Linked DNA regions of Sus scrofa: region 1 is linked to region 2. Evidence: chromatin contacts called from public Hi-C data. All regions are on one chromosome and are shown on one strand. Each heading gives the region's core, a stretch centred on a gene start, on an enhancer-like site or on the middle of the called end of the contact. The rest is flanking DNA. Distances are from core to core; before and after follow the strand shown. Region 1 has its middle 16 kb from the start of TERF2. Region 2 has its middle 49 kb from the start of CYB5B.

The links. A called contact is a pair of places that touch in the nucleus more often than the background predicts.
Region 1: a contact with region 2 is called in a Hi-C map of skeletal muscle, with 4 times the contacts expected there. The contact joins two enhancer-like sites. A contact is called at or near these places in 5 of 47 Hi-C or Micro-C datasets (embryonic fibroblasts, liver, skeletal muscle and 1 more) and 1 of 2 datasets of contacts at active chromatin or transcription factors (skeletal muscle).

Annotation. Positions count from the first base shown.
Region 1 is chr6:17,586,211-17,592,917 of Sscrofa11.1, forward strand. No RefSeq gene overlaps it. Among named protein-coding and RNA genes, the nearest start is that of TERF2, 16 kb to the right of the region's middle. Within about 2 kb of position 1,706, at least 26 of the 83 cell types and tissues checked have an H3K27ac peak or open chromatin away from gene starts, as enhancers often do. A contact at or near this core is called in skeletal muscle, where this site is marked.
Region 2 is chr6:17,505,667-17,512,549 of Sscrofa11.1, forward strand. No RefSeq gene overlaps it. Among named protein-coding and RNA genes, the nearest start is that of CYB5B, 49 kb to the right of the region's middle. Within about 2 kb of position 2,970, at least 16 of the 83 cell types and tissues checked have an H3K27ac peak or open chromatin away from gene starts, as enhancers often do. A contact at or near this core is called in skeletal muscle, where this site is marked.

The DNA of each region.
Region 1 (6,707 bases), core at 456-2,955, 79 kb after region 2:
TATGTGCCTCGGGGGGGCCCTAAAAAAAACAAAAGACAAAAATAAAAATAAAAATAAAAAAAGAAAGCCAAAGTGCAATCTTGGAATGGAATTTGGGGCAGTGAGTCCCTAAGCTTATCATGTCAAAGTTGTCATTGCTGTGGGCATATTGCATCTCTGCGTATTAGCAAGACGAGGCCTGAGACTGGGGACTGAGGAAGAACCTATGAACGTTCTTGGTTATAGACAGAGAAGGCTGTCATGACCCTTCTGGAAGGTAAGGCTGAGACACTCGAAGACTGTGCTGTCCAACACGCTCACCACCAACAGTGTGCACGTATGTAATTTTAAATATTAGGGAATGAAAACAAATTAAAAACTCAGTGACTAGTAGCCACATTTCACGTGCTCAGTGGCCACATATAACTAGTGGCTACCATACTGGGGGCAAATACAGAACATTTCCACCATCAGAGAAAGCTCTTTGGCACAGTGCTACTCTAGAAATTATTTTACATGGTCTTATCCAGTTGCTAGTGTAAAAATGTCCTTTCTTGACATTATCAAGTCTTCAGCAAAGTTTTATTTATTTATTTATTTAGTCTTTTTTTGCCATTTCTTGGGCCGTTCCGCAGCATATGGAGGTTCCCAGGCTAGGGGTCTAATGGGAGCTGTAGCCACCAGCCTACGCCAGAGGCACAGCAATGTGGGATCCAAGCCGCGACTGTGACCTACACCACAGGTCATGGCAATGCCGGATCCTTAACCCACTGAGCAAGGGCAGGGATCAAACCCGCAACCTCATGGTTCCTAGTCGGATTCATTCACCACTGAGCCACGACGGGAACTCCAACAAAGTTTTAAAATAATAATGAAAGCTAACATTTATCGAAAACTTAAATATTGCTCAGTTTTCTTAGTGGCAAACAATGGTTTCACTCGTGCTAAGTTAAGCAAAAGGGATTTATTCAAGAGTATGGCTAGCTCACAGGATCACTATGAAAATTAAGAAATAGACTCTAGTCTAAATGTCCAGGGATGACCTCCAAAATTACACCGCGGACTCCTTGACAAGCCAGCCTAAGCCTCTGCCACCACCCAGAAGCCTTCAGAACTGCTAAGCGGTCATCCCAGCTGCTGGTTCTAGAATCACACTGCCTTTGCCACGATCAGCCGCAGCCAAATGGATGTTTCACACCCGCCTCTCCCTCCACACAGTTCAGAGTTCTAAAATCTCACACCCGTGGAATTTAAATCACAAACCAAACTGGAGCTGCAAGGGAGTTTGAGAAATATCGCGAGTGTTTGTTTTTCCAGAAAGGGAGCTAGAAAGAGTTCGGGCCGGATTTGGAGCAAACCCGTCAGTCTAAAGGATCTGCCACAACTTGCTGTAGGCCAAGTTCTGTGATCGTGCCCTATCGCATTTCCTTCGTACAGGAATTCAGGGAGGAAGGGCCTGTCATCGTCCCCTTCACTGCAGGAAATGGTGGGGCACACACACGGTCTTAGGCTGTGCTTTGGGAAGTCAGAAGAGGGCCCTCTGTCCACTCTTGGGAAGAACTAAAGTCGAGTGGGGAAGGGACAGCTAGCTGTCTGGAGAAACCCGGACGGAAGATGACAATACACGAGAATAAAGGAGCCGTCCCAAGGTGACAAAGGACAGCCAGAGTGAATGTGACAACTCACGAGTGGTGCTGCTATGTGAACGCACGCCAGGTGGCCGAGTCCCTGCGCTCTCCACAGATGCATGCTGCCCCCGATGGGAAGAACCAGACCTTGCACACACGGAACAAAGACACAAGGGCACTTGCCTGGCGACGGTCCAACGACCCCAACCGCATCTGTAGCACCAAACAGGAGTGCAAAAGTAAAGAATGCAGCAGGGAAGGTTCTAGAAGGAGGTGAGTTTTTACCAGGTTTGAGAGGAAGGTGTTCATTTAGGCATAGTAGTCAGAAGGCAGTGGATTTCAGAGGAAAGAACCCCCCCCACCCCATCCCCACCCCCAACCCCACCAAGGCTGAAAGGGGCAGCCACTGTAGCATATCAAAGCAGTGACCTTGACTGAGGATGAAGGCAGTGGTGAGTCAGTGTTTGAGAGAAAACAATAAATACACGTGTTGGGAGGGGAACTGATTGTAGGATAAAATCATGGGAAACTCTTCCTATGATTATAGTCACATTCCAACATTAGCAAAGGATGTAATGAGACTCAATTTGGAGCAGAATGAAAATCTCGGGCAGTGGGTCCTAAACACTCTCTGACAGACACTCCAGGTTTATTCTCCTGATCTGCCTGCCTGTCACGAGGGGCTACCTCCAGTTTCAGCTCCCCGTCCCTGTGATGCAGCCCAAGCTTGTGGTGCAGGGGGGCTGCGGCCCCTTTGCCACAGCCTTCTTTCCTGGAGACGTTTTAATAGGATCAAAAGATAACCATGTCAGGGGAAAGAATAAGTCTCAAGGCAGTGAGTCTCTCAGAGCGGGGGAATTCAGAAAAATTTGAGAAAGGGGCGCCAATATCCCAGAAAGGAAGTTGTACATGTGATTCTTATTTTGCTTAAGCTTTATCAAACAATCCCTTTGTTTTGTAAATCTCTTTTTAGGACTGCACTTGCAGCACATGGAAGTTTCTGGGTTGGGGTCGAATTGGAGCTAGAGCTGTCAGCCTATGCCACAGCCACCTTAATGCTGGAACCAAGCCGCAACCGAGACCTGTGCCACAGCTTGTGGCAATGCCAGCTCCTTAACCCACTAAGTGAGGCCAGGGATCGAACCTGCATCCTCACAGACACTATGCTGGGTTCTTAACCAGCTGAGCCACAACGGAACTCCCAAACAATACATTTTGACAAATCTTTCCATCTGCCAGGTTCAATGGTAAGCAATTAAATAATACATTAAATCATTTGACCCTTACAACAAATACCTAAAGGCTATGCCCATTTTACAGAGGAGAAAACTGAGGCTTAGAGGTCCCACGGCTAAGAACTGGACTCCACAGCCCATGGATTTAACCATCCTGCTATGCTGCTTTGATTTTGTCTTTCTTTCTTTCTTTTTTTTTTTTTTTTTTTGTCTTTTTGCCTTTTCTAGGGCTGCTCCCATGCATATAGAGGTTCGAAGGCTAGGGGTCAAATTGGAGTTGTAGCCGCCGGCCTACGCCAGAGCCACAGCAACGCTGGATCAGAGCCGCATCTGCAACCCACACCACAGCTCACGGCAACACCGGGTCCTTAACCCACTGAGCAAGGGCAGGGATCGAACCCGCAACCTCATGGTTCCTAGTGGGATTCATTAACCATGGCACCACGATGGGAACTCCTGATTTCTTCTTTCTTATTTGTGTTTTCCTATTATTTTTCACATGCTCTATTTGTATACTTGTCAGCTCCTCACTCCGAAAACAAGAAGCCTCTTAAAGTGCAACGATCATGTCTAATTCATCTCTTGACACTCTTTCCCTCCCTTCCCCAGCCTCTGATGGAGACTAGCACATAGTGAGTGCTTAATATATGTGAGCTAGACGGAGGTTTGTGACGCAATAATCATTCACCCTGTTTCCTTAACCCAACAACTCCTGCAGCTATTCACAGCTTCTGCATAACAAGTAGATGAAGTGAACCCTCTCATTTCATACAGGACCATGGTCAAGGGTGAGGGTCTTGGAGCCAGGTAGTGACAGGCTCCAATCTGCCTCAGCCACCTTTTTTTTTTTTTTTTTTTGGTGTTTTTAGGGCCACACCTGCAGCATATGGAAGTTCCCAGAGTAGGTGTCAAATCGGAGCTGTAGCGCCAGCCTACGCCACAGCCACAGCAACTTGGGATCCGAGCCATGTCTTTGACCTACATCACAGATCATGGCAACACCGGATCCTTAATCCACTGAGCAAGGCCAGGGATCGAACCCACATCTTCATGGATATTAGTTGGGTCCGTACTGCTAAGCCACGACGGGAACACCTGACTCAGCCTTTTAGAGATGGAATCTTGGGCAAATGTTTAAAAAGTAAAAAAAGCTTACAATTTATAAAGGGTCCTCTAAAAAAAGAACTCCTATTGAGGCATGAAAAATAGCTGGAAAAGTTTATGATTCAGATGCTTTATATATATGTATATACATATATATACATACACACATATAAAATGTATTTATTTATTTTTGTCTTTTTAGGGCCACACCTGTGGCACATGGAGGTTACCAGACTAGGGGTCTAATTGGAGCTGTAGCTGCTGGCCTACACCAGAGCCACAGCAACACCAGATTCGAGCTGCATCTGCAACCTACACCACAGCTCATGGCACCGCCGGATCCTTAACCCACTGAGTGAGGCCAGGGATCGAACCTGCAACCTCATGGTTCCTAGTCGGATCTGTTTCCGCTACACCACGACAGGAACTCCTAAAATTTATAACAAGGGGTGGATGCGTGGGTTCCCAGAAGAGCCCAATGTCTTGCTAGTGGGCCTACTGACCTTCTCAGACCCCATCCTATTGAGAAAGACCAAGCTGCAAGAAAAGGGACTTGTGGTTAAACGTTAACTTGAGTTTATTTCTCTACAATTGCCTGCTGTTTAATTTGGCCAAGCCAGTGAAGATTCTTTCGTAAGCCTTTGTATAATTTCTAAACACCAGACCTATGACCTTTACACACATGCTAAACCTTCATAGGGTGGGAGAGTTCTCCTTTCTCTCCATCAGTGAAGTGAATAAATGCCAACAACCCCCCCCAAAAGTATTCTTTGATCTGCACTATAGATAAACCAGTAATAACTCATCCTGATCAGCCGAGGGTTGTAAAGCAGATTCTTTGATAAGCTAATTAATTTCAGAGGGCACTGGGGCTTGTTTTTTCTTAATGATGATTTAGATTCTTAAAGCCCTAAAATTTTAGAACTGGAAAGAGATCTTTTAAGATCAGCTCATCAAACTGTCTTGGTTTTAACAGACAGTTAAAATCTGTTGAAACCTGGAAGTTCCCGTTGTAGTGCAGTGGAAATGAATCCAACTAGGAACCATGAGGATGCGGGTTTGATTCCTGGCCTCGCTCAGTGTAGGTAACAGAAGCAGCTGAGATCTGGCATTGCTGTGGCTGCCGCGTAGGCTGGCAGCTACGGATCTCATTCAACCCCTAGCCTAGGAATCCATATGCCCACAGCTGCAACCCTAAAACAAGCAAACAAAAAAAAAAACCTGTTAAAACCAGATAAGAAAACTGGGAACTCCAGAGAGGAAAAAGGTAGTTTAGACAATGTAAAGATGTTAATGAAGAAAGAGCCCTTTAGCAACTGTTTTGTCACAACACTTTCTACAGCATTTTAAGCTTTCGGTGGTATTGCCTTTGTTCCTTTATGATAAGGTGATCCAAGTGCAGTGTTTGGGCCTGGAATTGGAAAACCATGGACACTAATCCTGTTCTGTGCTGACGTCAGAAATATTCGAGAATCACTGCTGCCCTCTGCTGGAAATTTAAAATCTCACACGCTCCCCAGGTTTTATGGACTTTTTTTGTTAAAAAATTATAAAACGAATATCTCTTTAAGTTAAAAAGCTTAAAGAGCATGAAAGGATATTAAAAAGAAAAGATAAATCTGCCTCCCTTCAATCATACTTCCCAGTGATAACTGTCATTAACAATTTTAGGGAACATACTTCCATATTTTTTCTTTTTCTTTCTTTTTTTTTGGTCTTTTTGCCTTTTCTTGAGCCACTCCTGCGGCATATGGAGGTTCCCAGGCTAGGGGTCTAATCGGAGCTGCAGCCACTGGCCTACACCACAGCCACAGCAACTTGGGATCCGGGCCGCATCGGCGACCCACACCACAGCTCACAGCAACACCAGATCCTTAACCCACCGAGCAAGGCCAGGGATCGAACCCGCAACCTCATGGTTCCTAGTCGGATTTGCTAACCACTGCGCCACGAAGGAACTCCTCCATATTTTTTCTACTTAGGTATACATGTATATATCTAGGCATATGTGTATATATGTGTATGTACCTATCTACATACATATATATAGATAGATGTAATGTATATATAACACATATATATTATACAAAATGTATGTATAATATATATGTGTGTATATATGTGTATATATATTTTTTATACACAAATAGGACAATACTATATGCACTGTTTTGTAACATGTTTTTCCTTTCTTCTTTTATTTTATTCACTTGAATACACTCAAAGGTTTTCCCCACTTTTTTTAGAAATAATGTCTTAAGACTTACTGTGGTGACCATTTTGCCATGCATATAAATATTGAATCATGTTGTACAACTAAACTAACCTAATGCTATTTCTGTTATACCTCAACTTTTTTTTTTGCTTGGGCTGTGCCCAAGGCATATACAAGTTCCTCGGCCAGGGATCAAACGCACACTACAGTGGTGACCCAAGCCACAGCAGTGATACCACTGGGTCTTAACCTGATAGGCCACCAGAGAACTCCCACCTCATCTTTTTTTTTTTTTTTTTTTTTTTTTGCTTTTTAGGGCCGTCATATGGAGGTTCCCGGATTGACTATCAGCAAAGCAGGATCAAACCTGTGTCCTAATGGATGCTAGTCAGATTCATTAACTGCTGATCTACTACGGGAAATCCCCACCTCATCTTAAAAAAAAAAAAAAAAGAAAGAAAAGAAAGAAGTATGTAGAACATTTTTCAAAGCAGTATATATTGACAAACTTTGTTCCTTTTTTTTTTTTGTCTTTTCAGGGTTGCT
Region 2 (6,883 bases), core at 1,720-4,219:
TATTCTAAACGTTTTATTTCACAATTCAAAGAAGAGACAAAACAGAACCCAGGTCTAGGGATCAGGATGCCTGGGTCCCAGATCAGGTTACCACCAAAGAGCTGTATGACATAAGACAAATTATTTCATCTCTGCCTTGACTTTCTTATCTCTAAAATGGGAATGATTATAATAACTGCCACTGATTCTGGGCTTACTACTCCTAGTCTCCATGCTAAGTGCTTTTACATATGTCATCAGACATCAGTAATGTATCCCTTGAGCACAAGAAAACACCTAAGGGAAGCCAATATAAGCAAAAAGGATGACATGGGAGGTCCCTCCATGGCACAGTGGGTTAAGAATCTGACGCATTGGTTTGGGTCACTACAGAGGTATGGGTTTGACTCCGACCCAGCACAGTGGGTTAAAGGATCCAGCATTGCAACAGCTGCAGCTCAGATTTAATCCCTGGTCCAGGAACTTCCATATATCAGGGGTACACAATTTTTTAAAAAGGGGAAAAAAAGTATGGCATAAAAAAAATAAAAATCACTACTTTTCAACAACAAAAAAAGTATGACATGGATGCAGAAAGGGCCTCTAGAACCTAAGGGCAAGGGGGCAGCAGGGACCATACTCAGGACTCTGTCTCCTGTTACTGCTTTTCTCTCTGTACCTGCTGCATTCTTCTCTTCTGCTATAAACTGACTGTCTCTGCCTCCCATTCACATGTGAGAAAGTGACCACCCACAACTCCCAGGTTTATATCTTCTCCATTCAAGGCACCAGCCAGACTCAGCCTGGCATCTCTCAGCACAAATCACCAAGTTCCTTGGAAAGAGAATTCTTCCGGCTCTAGCTTGGATCCTGAGGCCAACCCCTGATCCAATCAACTGTGGCAGACACAGAGTCATACTACACAAAATGCCTACGGGGGACCGACATCATGAAACTATGGAGACCTTATAGGGTTTGCAGTCAGCCTACGGAAATTAAATTCTGTGAAGATATATAGTCCTAGAGGGCAACTCTTAGAACAGTGAGGAGAGTGGAAGGACAGACAACCAAACGTCAACTGTTATTTCGCCTACTCTAACAACCAGATGACTTACTGTCAATATCCCCACTGCATAGATGAAGAGAGTAAGAATCAGATGGGGTCCAGGGGTTCTCAATGGCAGCACTGCTGTCACATTGGTCTGAACAGTTCCTTGTGGTAAGGGGCCGTCCTGTGCATTGTAGGATGTTTAGCAGCATCCCTGGCCCCTACCCCACCCCCTAGATGCTAATGGCCCTCCTCCTGTTATGACAATCAGAAACGTCTTTGTATGTTGCCCAATGCCGCTGGAGGTGAGAACCACCAACATAGGCTGAGTCAATTTCACAACATCCTCTGCAGGTAAGATAGATGGGATTCAAACACAGGCTGGTCTGACTCTAAAGCCTGTTCTCTTAGTCACTATCTCTTATGATCATACCTGCCTCACCCACCTCACAAGGTTTAGTGAGGATATATTGAACGTGCAAGCACCTTGAAATGTGAGGCGGAACATAACTAAATAAATGATTATGGGAGTTCCCGTCGTAGCTCGGCAGAAACAAATCTGACTAGCATCCATGAAGACGCGAGTTTGATGCCTGGCCTTGCTCAGTGGGTTAAGGATCCAGCATCACCATGAGCTGTGGTGTAGGTTACAGATGCAGCTCAGATCCTGCATTGCTGTGGCTGTGGTATAGGCTGGCAGCTACAGCTCCAATTTGACCCCTAGCCTGGAACCTCCATAAGCCTCAGGTGTGGCCCTAAAAAGATCAAAAAAAGAGGTCCCTGCATTCTTCCGAGCTTCCAGCTCTGTGGATCAATGTGACTCCAACTCCTTGATCAGGCCAGGGCTCTACAGTGCTAAGAAATTTCAGTTCCATGGGTCTGGCCAACAACCAATCAGATTCCCCATTTAGTCCCATGTGATCACTCTCCAAATCCTCTCCCTCATAGAGACTGAGTCACAGGAACCTGCTACCCCATGTCCAATTCCACCCTCCAACCTGGGTTATGGTAACTTTAATTTGCCAGTTTTCTTCCAATGGAGCCAACTCTTTTTTCCAGATAATTTGGTCCCCAAAGCATGTATCTTCTCTCATAAAACAGCTAACTAAACATCTTCCATCTCTTCTCCACGAACTTGAGGACTCAACCTACACCGCCTGAGGTTCGTGCATCCTCCAAACTCGTGGTTTCCAGTGAGTGGACCCTCCTGTAACAAAAATGCCTCTGTGAGAGTGTTGCCTGACAAAGCCCTACCTGGACGGATGCCATCCTGTTAGTTTTTATTCTGGTTTTTAATAGTCATTGTGACTGAATTCTTAATGAAGTCCTTCATTTGCAAGGCTTTTCCCATCTGAACCCTCAGGGAACACACTTTTGGCTGAAATTAGAGAAGGGTGGCCACACAGCAGGGACAGGAGGTCTTTAAAAAAATGAGCTTCAGGATATTTATTGTAGAAAGCATACCCCAACAGCTTAGCTTGGTGGCCTGATAAATGACCACATTATGTCATTCATATCCTTTCAGTCAAGATAAAATGGTTTGGAGGTCTAGTTACAAGATAATATTTTTTAGTAAACTTTTTGTTAAACTGAAGTATAACTTACCTGCAGCAAAGTACACAAATCATAAATCTACAGCTCAATGCCTTTATCCCAAAGTAAACACCCATTTAACCACCGCCCAGGTCAAGATAGTACCAACATTCCAGAAGCCCCTCTCAGGCCCCCTCCCAGTCAATATTTCCACCCTCTCCTTAAATGTAACCACCATAATTTTAATCTTATGACCTCCATATTTTTTATGTATCTGATGGCCCAGATAATTATCTCTGGAGGCCAGAGTTAATCAGAAGCTAGGAGGATTCTTTCCCCATGAGTCATTCCTCTTAAGAATAGTTTATCGGCGAGGATGCTTCCAGCTGCAAGTAATAGAAACTCCGACTCAAATGGCTTAACCAATACGGAAATTTATGACCGCCACATAAATGGAAGACCTGCTGTGGGGCGCAAACGCACTGCCGGGGTCATTGCATCAGCCCCTGGAGTCAGCCAAGTCTTGGGTGTTTTCCTGCTCCACGCAGCCATCTCGGGTTTGCTTCATTCTCTGGCTGGCAGCAGAGTAGCTACAGCAGTTTTCTCTGAGTCTCTTTGGAGAAGAAACTTCTCCCAGAGGTTTCATCCCCGCGGGTGAGAACTAGGTCACATGTGTGACCATGTGGGATAGAATTGTCCCACCTGTCTCAGACTTTTCATCTGGTGTGGGATGGATGCTGGGAAGTGCCCCCTCAGCAACCCCCCCATACAGAAAACCATGTTAAAAAAAAAAAAAAAAAGGAAAATGCCTAACTCCATTCTTTTATAAATATGCTTTATATTGATAAATGGTAACAAAGGTCACAAACAGAGATTTGTGGCTGAACATACTGTTGGAGGGTCAAGGTTAGGGCTACGTAACTCTCTGGGAGGAAAGAATAAACTGACCGTGGCAAAATAAACACAGCAGCCCTTGCCCCCCTCTCCCCTCTGAATGTCAATGATCCTTCCTCTCTGAATTGCCTATTTGGGCACTGAATCATAAACATATTTTTTAAAGTTATCAGGATAGAGCCCGTTACCAGTCATGTGAAGCACAGAACATAATGTTTCAGGATCCTCGGGGGACAAATGCTACCCCTTTAAAAAATCACACGATGGCAGGCAGGACACACGGAGCACAGCACTTAAACGCTATGAGGTGTGAGTCACGGCTCCTCAGAATGCTCCCGCGCCCTCAGTTACCTCGGTAAGACCCCAGCCATCCTGTCCCCCTAGATGTTTGAATATTCACCATGTTAAAAATACAAATTTAGGGGAGTTCCCTGGTGGCCTCGCAGGTTAAGCATTCGGCGATGTCACTGCTGTGACTCAGGTCCTGCTGTCGCATGGGTTCTGGCCTGGGAATGCCCACATGCCACAGGTGCAGCCAAAAAATATATATATATATCAATTTTTGAATTAATATGAAAGTTATCTATATACATGTATTAATATTCATTTGTTTACAGTTATTGGGAATGTAACATGTTTACATGCCTTTTACCAATGTGCTAGTCACATATTACCTGATGAATACCTGCTGGTGAAATCTATTGTCAAAGATCTGGGCAGCTACAGCTTCAATTGGACCCCTAGCCTGGGAACCTCCATATGCCGTGGGTACGGCCCTAAAAAGACCAAAAAAAAAAAAAAAAAAGATCTGGGTAAGTGAGCTATACACACAAGGAAAAGCAATCATAATAACATAGATACAAGAGTGAGATATATACATATATTCTTTTTAAGGCCGCACCCACCTACACCACAGCAGCGCCAGATCCTTAACCCACTGAGTGGGGCAAGGGATTGAACCCAAGTCCTCATGGACACTAGTTGGGTTCATTACCACTGAGCCACAATGGGAAATCCGGATATTTTTTATAAGTGGTAAAATATATATGCCCTATGGATGATCAGACAAATAATAGGTTTCAAAGCTAACGAGTTACATTGTAAGGGTATATACATTTTATATACATTAGTGTATGTGTACTAATAATTTTATATTTTGTAGGGAAAAGTCTTCATGTATGACTGATTCACTTCGCTGTACACCTGAAACTAATACAACATGCAAGTCAATTATACTCCAATAAAATTTAAAAAAATTTTTTAAAAAAGAAAACAAAAAGGTCTTCAAATAATCATTCATAGTGAATAAAGACACAACTGATAGTATTCTTAGCACCATCAAGAAAGGATGAAAGCAAGGACAATTCCAAAGGAAGAGTAAAATTTCCTACAATTTCCAAAGGTAGGAAAGCCTACCTTTCAGAAAAATATTTACCAAAAAACTAACATTCTTGAGGAAATTTTTTTCTCACAGATGTTTCTAATTTTAATTGCTACTATATGATCACAAATATTAAAGTATCTAATAAGTACAGTTCCAATATGAAAAGTACATCATTATAACACACTTGATCTCAATGGACCTAAACCCCCTCATCTTTTAGAAAATGTTTTTTTTTTTGGTCTGTATTTTCTAGGGTCACACTCGCGGCATATGGAGGTTCCCAGGCTAGGGGTCTAATTGGAGCTGTAGCCACCGGCCTACACCACAGCCACAGCAACGCAGATTCGAGCCGCATCTTCGACCTACACCACAGCTCATGGCAACACCGGATCCTTAACCCACTGAGCGAGGCCAGAGATTGACCCCTCAACCTCATGGTTCCTAGTAGGATTCATTAACCATCTAGCCACGACAGGAACTCCAGAAAATGCATTGTTTTTTACTCAATAAATATATAATATCCTGTGATCATCAATCATTTTAGTTGCATTTTTGATACCCAACAGCCAACCAATATCCCCTGGATGTTTCAAGGTCCATTCTTGTTAGAATTTCAGTTCTTTCTCAAGAATGATATATGAGGCAAATATATTTTACTATTTCCTCTTATGTCAACTGGGAATGTATTTTATTTATAAGTCAATATTACCCCAGGTTTTTGTTTTTTTGTTTTTTTTTTTTTGTTTTTTTTTTTTTGGTATAGGTAGGCCTTTTTGAAAGTTGAATATTTCATGATGCCAAGACCAAATATAGACAAGAATGTCTGGGGAGGATATTAAATGTTATGAAGAAGCCTCTGTTAATTTGCTCTGTAAAGGTCAGATCAAGGTGGTGGAAGTTTTCAGAGGAATGCTTTCCTTCCATACCTGCAGAGGGCACATTTTCCACTTCACTTTCACCTCCACAAACCAATCAAATGTATTCTGAGCATTTACAGTGTCTAGAGCATGGCCCTCGGTGCAGGGAAAAAACACAAAATAATGCCCAGTGATGGCCCAATCTCTGTCCTTGAAGACTCTCCATCTAGCTGGGAAGATTAACATGGTGCCAAAGAAGGAAAATCACTCTAAGTGTGCCAGGCACTCAGAAAAGGGAAAGGCGAATGGTGGATTGGAGCAATCTGAGATTCCGTGGAGAAAGTGGGCTCTGAGTTGGACTTTGCAGTCTGCCAGTCTTCATGCCCACGGCAGGCACAGCGAATGAATGCCATGTGGCTCCATTTGCGCTGAGCTCGGATCAAACACAGCGCTACAAGAAACCAGACCAGTCACTGGAGTCAAAGCTCAAGACAATACCCATTTGGCGTCAGGGATGGCTGGGGTGGGGGTTGAAGGAAAAGAACTCTGAAGGGTGCAACAGATAGGAAAGGGCAAGGTGGAATTATTAGGAGGAGAAGTAGCTGGCTGAGAGCAGACTGTCTAGGTAATAAATCTGAATTCCGGGTGAGAAGACATTTTCTTTCAGAAGGCATTGCTCCACTGGGTTCTGGGGTTCTTGTTTACCCTGCCTCTCTTGGGAAGTTGTGATACTGATTCCTGACTTTTTCTAAGTGATCTACTTTTCTTTTCTTTGGAAGCTTTTAGGACCGTGGTTCTCAACCCTCACAGGCATTCCCTGAAAGAAAGCTTCTGTTTTAACTGATCCCTGGCAGGAAACATTTTTTGATTCAAGGTGATTTCAAGACCATCCAAAGTGTGGCCATGGTCGGTGGTTTTGGATTTTCTTCTTGTCTCCTCTGTTCTGAAATTTCACAAGGACATGCCTTGGTAAGTCAGATTTCATTATTGTGTTGAGCACTCAGAGATCCTTTCAACCTCAAAAATCATAATTTGTTCCGGGATGTTTCTTGTATTATTTCCATAATGGTTTCTTCATTTCTTACTTCTAGATCTCTTAATTAATAAGGGCATTCCCTTGTAAGAACCTCTCATTTTCCTTCTTTTCCTTTTTGTTCTACCATGTGGGAGAGTTTCTCATTTTTATTT